2 separate regions of the Rattus norvegicus genome follow, and region 1 is linked to region 2. Evidence: chromatin contacts called from public Hi-C data. All regions are on one chromosome and are shown on one strand. Each heading gives the region's core, a stretch centred on a gene start, on an enhancer-like site or on the middle of the called end of the contact. The rest is flanking DNA. Distances are from core to core; before and after follow the strand shown. Region 1 overlaps Foxj3 (forkhead box J3). Region 2 holds the start of Foxj3 (forkhead box J3).

Region 1 (2,700 bases), core at 127-2,626, 80 kb before region 2:
AGAGCTGTATAAGGGTCTGAGCTTAGAGCCCCATGACCTGCCTAAACGCCAAGAACTGCGGCATGTGCCTGTAACTCAGGGTGAGGGTCAGGGCAGGAGAGAGAACACAATCAGGAGATGGGAAAAAACATAAAACCATGATGGACACCACACACAAGGAAGACTACCAGACGCCAGCCATTCTAAGTCAAAACTGTAGGCTTCTGGTTCAGTGAGAGACTGTCTCAGAAATAAGGTGGAGAAACTACAGATGAAGAGATGTCGCCCCCTGGCCTGTCCATGTGTAAGACACCCACACATAGCACACAAAACATAAACCAAGCAGAGACGGCTTCAGCTGGCAAAACTGCTTGTGCAAATCTGAATTCAAACCTTAAAAAGAGTCCATAGTAAAAGGACATAAGTGATTCCTTTGAGCTGTACATATGTACCTCAGCATGCACTCATGCCAGCAATCTTCATATACATACCAGACACAAACAGTAATAAACAGAAAATAAATAAATAAAAGGTGGACAGCAACTGGGAATAACATTTGTAACTGTGCTAGGGCCCCAAAATGCAACTGTCCATGCAAACACACAAGGGGCAGGGCAGGGAGACAGACTACACAAAACCTGATTCTTTAAACATGGCCAATATTCCTGCAGAATTCATCTATGTACTGTTTTCCTCTATCAATTGCCCAATTTAGTAGAAAATTTTGTGTCCTTTAAGAACACTACCATTGGGGTAAAGAGATGGCTCAGCGGTTAAGAGCACTGACTGCTCTTTCAGAGGTCCTGAGTTCAATTCCCAGCAACCACATGGTGGCTCACAACCATCTGTAATGGGATCTGATGCTCTCTTCTGGTGTGTCTGAAGACAGCTACAGTGTACTCACATACATAAATACATCTTTAAATATTAAAAAAAAAAACCTCACTACCACTGCAAAAGTCATGTCTTTAAATAAAATGATGCTTCTTACCCTCTTCTCTCTTTTGTTTTTTTTTGGGGGGGGGGGGGCGTGTGAAGGGGCAAAACCTTGTTATGTATTTCTGGCTGGAGTATTTACAATCTAGTCAACAGCTGGCTCACTCTTGGCAACCCTTCCACCTCAAGTTTACCAAGGGCTAGGAAAGCAGGCACACACCAACACACTTGGCAGGAGATACTGTATTGCACTATAAAGAAAAAATGTTCCAGGAAAAACATTCACGATTAATTGGTTCTATGTAAAGAAACCAATCCTTACCTTGGAACTGTGAAAGGTCTACGTCTGACCAGTTAACACTGCTGGCAATTCGACAGCTTTCCTTCAGCATATCGAGTGTTGCATACCAGTCGCTTGAAACACCTAAAAAGCAATGTTGACAATACTATTAACTCTAGGACAGGTTAGGGTTATGGGTGTCAAAAGGCAGGTCACGAATCCCAAGTTCTACCACCCACTGGCAGTGTGATCTTATGCAAACTGCTTCAGCTCTTTGGAGTTATGCTTTTTCTATCTATAAAATGTGCTACGTTTTACTTGATTTGGAATAATAACAATGCATCTGGACTATCTAATACACAATGGTAAAAAAAAAGTTTCATCCCACCTCACACACATGGGATGTCTAATTCACAGGAATGAAACATTATCAGAGCCACTTAATTACTTCTGACTCCCTAGGGATGGCTTTTCTCTATGGTGCCACCAGCAAAGAAGCCTAGCAAAGGTGCACCACCGACTGTTTCAATTCCAACTGGACTTTCTTTGCCCGGGCACCAGACTTTTGTTTCCTCAAACCGCCCAATCTGTCTGTTCATTAACCATTCCCTCAGAACGTGCAAAGAACGGGCTTAAGTTTCTGAAGATTATATTGATATAGATAAGGCATGCTTATCTACGTATGATAAGCTTCTTATAACCATCTGCTTTGTCCCCAAAAGCTTTAATTCTATTTGACAACTTTCTTAAGGCACGTATCTAAAAATAACGTCAAAATGTTTAGAAAATATTCCATTATGGCAGAAAAATTTTGATCCTATTATAGAATCCATTATAATTATTACTAGGAAAACGAAACCAACCATTGAAGCCAAACAAAAAAATTAAAAGTATTTTTCTGATTTTTAAAATACTCATTCAAAAAAAATTTTTTTTGTTTTAGTAAAAAAGTTAAACCAGAGGTTTGAGACCAGCTCAGACCACCTGCTGAGAGACCACCCAAAACAAAACCAACCAAAACCCAAACACAAGTCATTTACTCAAAGCCAGAGCCACACTGGGGATTCGAATGCCGTCCTTTGTGGTATACACAGAACTTGCACTGTATCTTTTACACTCACACAGTGAGTCTGCAAGTCTGAAAACAGATCGAACACTTCATTCATTCATATCACTAGAAGCAGTGCCAGGTCAACACGAGAATTTAACTGAGTCTGCCTATGTTTCCAATGCATTTTAATCAAGGAAATCTTCAGGAGGTCACCCAAGAAGTGAATGAAATATAGTAAGAAAAGATTAGACAAGTAAAAGGGTTTCAGTAGTAAATACTACAGGACGTCCACATAATAAAGGGCAGATCTAAGTCACAGCTATTCCAAGAAAAGCACGAAAAACTTACCAGAATTACAGGATACCTGTTGAGGGGGTGGTGGTGGCTGATGCGCTAACGTCTGGTGCTGATGGTTTGGATGGTGTTGTATGTGCTGATGTGGAGGGGGGTGCTG
Region 2 (2,858 bases), core at 202-2,701:
CAGTTACAGTAGTAACACAGCCTGTAATTTCAGTACTTGGGAGGTGAAGGCAAGACAAGAGTTCAAAGTCAGCCCTAACCACAGTGTATTAGAGGTCAACCTGGTCTACATAAGACTGTCTAAAATTAAAATGAAAAAAGGAAAAACTTCAGTGTGAAAAACAAGAGAATACTGGAAATTTTCACATCAAAAAGAGTGACTTCAAAATAGTAATTTTTATTTCACCCAAACAAACTGAAAACCAAAATAAACATTCTTGACCTCATCCACAAACCACCTAATAAAGTCATTGGGAACTCCCAGCAGCACAAAACAGAGCAAGATCTACCTCAATCCAATACAAAACCAAACAGAAAAGAGCTTCAAGTTCATCTTAAACAAAAAACTCAAAAACTAAATAACATCTACATATCCCTTCCTAACATAAACATAGAGATAACTTGGCCCCCCAAAAAATGAGCAGCTATCGTTTTCTCCATAAATACTGTGGTTTAAAAACACTAAAAAGCGTCACTGCTCCTGTAAAGAGAGCAATCTATGGTCTCCAAAGAGGGAAAGATGTAAACAGTTAACCTGGAAGAGATATTAAAGGAAGGTTGGGTGGGAGACCCGTATTTAAAAGTGTTTAAAAAACAAAACAAAACAAAAAAAAAACAGAGCCCAATAGTACCTAGTGCATTTTAGAAACGTGGACTAAAAGAACTTTCAAAACAGCAAGCGGGACTACCTAGTGCCTCTACTAGAGAATAATCTACGTGCATCATGCCCAATGGAGCATGCATGCTTTCTCACTAGGGAACAAAACACAAGGAAGAAATAAAGACAAATGAACAGTGAAAGGCGAAAAGCAGCCCACCAGTTTCGAGCTCCCTGTCACGACTCATTCAGAAATCCAGCAACAACTTGAGCCCTGCATCAACACGGACTAGAAAATACTAGGCCAAAGAGACACAACCAAGTAGAATAGAGAAACCGTACACACCAACACATCAGTAGCAAGCGCTTGTCTCTGGAGGACTGAGTAGTAGAGAAAAGAGCAAGAGCTACTGGAGTTGAAAAGGTGTCAATGAACTAAGGTCTGGTATGTCCCCTACTAGTCTCAATTTCGTAAGAGTACAACTCTTGATTCTTCCATCAAACAACAGTCATCCTCGACAAGACAAACTGACCTTAACATCTTCCACGCTGCCCAGAAGAAATCACAGGGTAGACGGGGGGTAAAGCACGAGGGAAAAACATCTTGACCAACTGCAAAAAATGGACGGGGTGGGAGGGACGGGACACTACCACGTGGGCAGGATGCAACACACGCAGGACAGCAGCAACACGTCCGCATGCGAAGTCTGCCTTTGCCCCAATGCCAGAGAAGGACGCAGGGACAGGATAGGACAGAAGATGGGACCCTCGCCCCAGCCTCCTCACCCCCGCAGGGTACCCGCGGCCCACGAGGCACTGACCCCCGTCCCGGCAGAATAGCGCCCAGAGCGCGCATCGCGCCGGGAACCGGACGAGCCCGGGCCAGGGGCAGGTCACGGAGCGATGAGGGCGCGACTGTCGCGGTCCTCCGCGGCCCCGGCATCCGCACCGCGGGCCCACCTGGGGGAGGGGCGGGCGCGAGCGGCATTGAGCTGAGGGGCAGCGGCAGCTGAGGAGCGGCGCCGCGGGCGAGGGAGGGCCGCGCCACCAGGCCGGCCCAGCCCTGCGCCCACCGCCGGCCACTGGGAGCGTGCGCTGAGGACAGCGAGCGCCGCTCGCCCAGGGCAGCCCCCGCCCGCGTCCCGGGAGATGCCCCAGCCCCGCCTCCCCGCCCGCCGCCCCAGCCCCGACGAGACCCTGGCGACGCGTGCTCACCTCAGGCTGCGCAGGCCCGGACGGCCCGGCCGAGCCCCCGGCCGCTGCGTGCGTCTCTGTTCCCCGCGAAAGGTCCCAACGGCGCCCTCAGCGAGCGGCCCAGGCCGGGAGCGGCGCCGAGAGCGGCGGCGGCGGCGGCGGCGGCGGCGGGAGCAGCCAACATCCGGGGCCGCGCACCCGGAACTACTTCCCGGCCCTCTCCCTCCCACCCCCGCCTCCCGCGACGTCTCAGCGCTCCCGGCCGGGCGTCCTCGGCGCCACGGCCCGCCCCGTCGCTGCAGCGGCAATTTGCGAGGGATCCCTCCGCGGGGACAAGTAGTGCCTCTAGGCTCTCGCGGTTCTGCCTCCGTGCGGCCAGCGGGAACCGGCGGTGGGGGGTGCGGAGAGCCTTGCAGTGCTTGCGCCTCAGGCGTGAGAGCTGCCGAGGCGTCCCTGGCCCCTCTCTCGGGATTCCAACTCCTGAGGAATGCGCCTCGTGACCTCCCAGCCTTCCAGCCTCTTGTCACTGCGCGGCCCCGACAAGCACACAGCGCAGATTTTCCCGGCCGCCACTGGGGCGCTTTGGACCTTGCTTGGGGACACGCGTCCTTCGGAATGTCAAGAACCCGGGTTCGAGGCCCCTCCCTACCCAGGCATGTCATCTTGTCATTACCCCTGCCGCGTCACCCTCTCCATCTCGAGTTAGCTAGCCAGGTCGTGACCTCGTTATCAACAGGTGGAGCGTTTAGTAGGGTTGTTCAGACTTCCGGTAAACTTTGGACTTTCCCTCAGTCTTCAGTGATCCTACCTTTGAACTATTAGCGCTGACAACCTGCCCTGTCCTTATACACTTAATTACCTTGGGAGGTATTATTTGCTGCGCAGATGCTGTATTAAGTCACGTACTCTTCCCTGCAGCCTCAAGAACAATTGGGAACTTAAAGCATTTGCTCAGGATTTGGGCATTTGATGGGTAGATGGATGTCAGTGAGTTTGGTTGAAAGAGAAGGCAAAGATCTAAGAGAATG

The links. A called contact is a pair of places that touch in the nucleus more often than the background predicts.
Region 1: a contact with region 2 is called in a Hi-C map of liver, with 2.8 times the contacts expected there. The contact joins the enhancer-like site here to the promoter of Foxj3 in region 2. A contact is called at or near these places in 6 of 12 Hi-C or Micro-C datasets (the A7r5 cell line, Schwann cells, kidney and 2 more) and 1 of 1 datasets of contacts at active chromatin or transcription factors (oligodendrocytes).

Annotation. Positions count from the first base shown.
Region 1 is chr5:138,504,682-138,507,381 of GRCr8, reverse strand. Foxj3 (forkhead box J3) reads right to left here. Exons shown (of 13, transcript NM_001107971.4): 9 at 2,595-2,700; 10 at 1,238-1,339. Among named protein-coding and RNA genes, the nearest start is that of Guca2a, 16 kb to the left of the region's middle. Within about 2 kb of position 1,376, at least 3 of the 93 cell types and tissues checked have an H3K27ac peak or open chromatin away from gene starts, as enhancers often do. A contact at or near this core is called in liver, where this site is marked.
Region 2 is chr5:138,424,756-138,427,613 of GRCr8, reverse strand. It overlaps Foxj3 (forkhead box J3), which reads right to left and starts at 1,451. Exons shown (of 13, transcript NM_001107971.4): 1 at 1,170-1,451.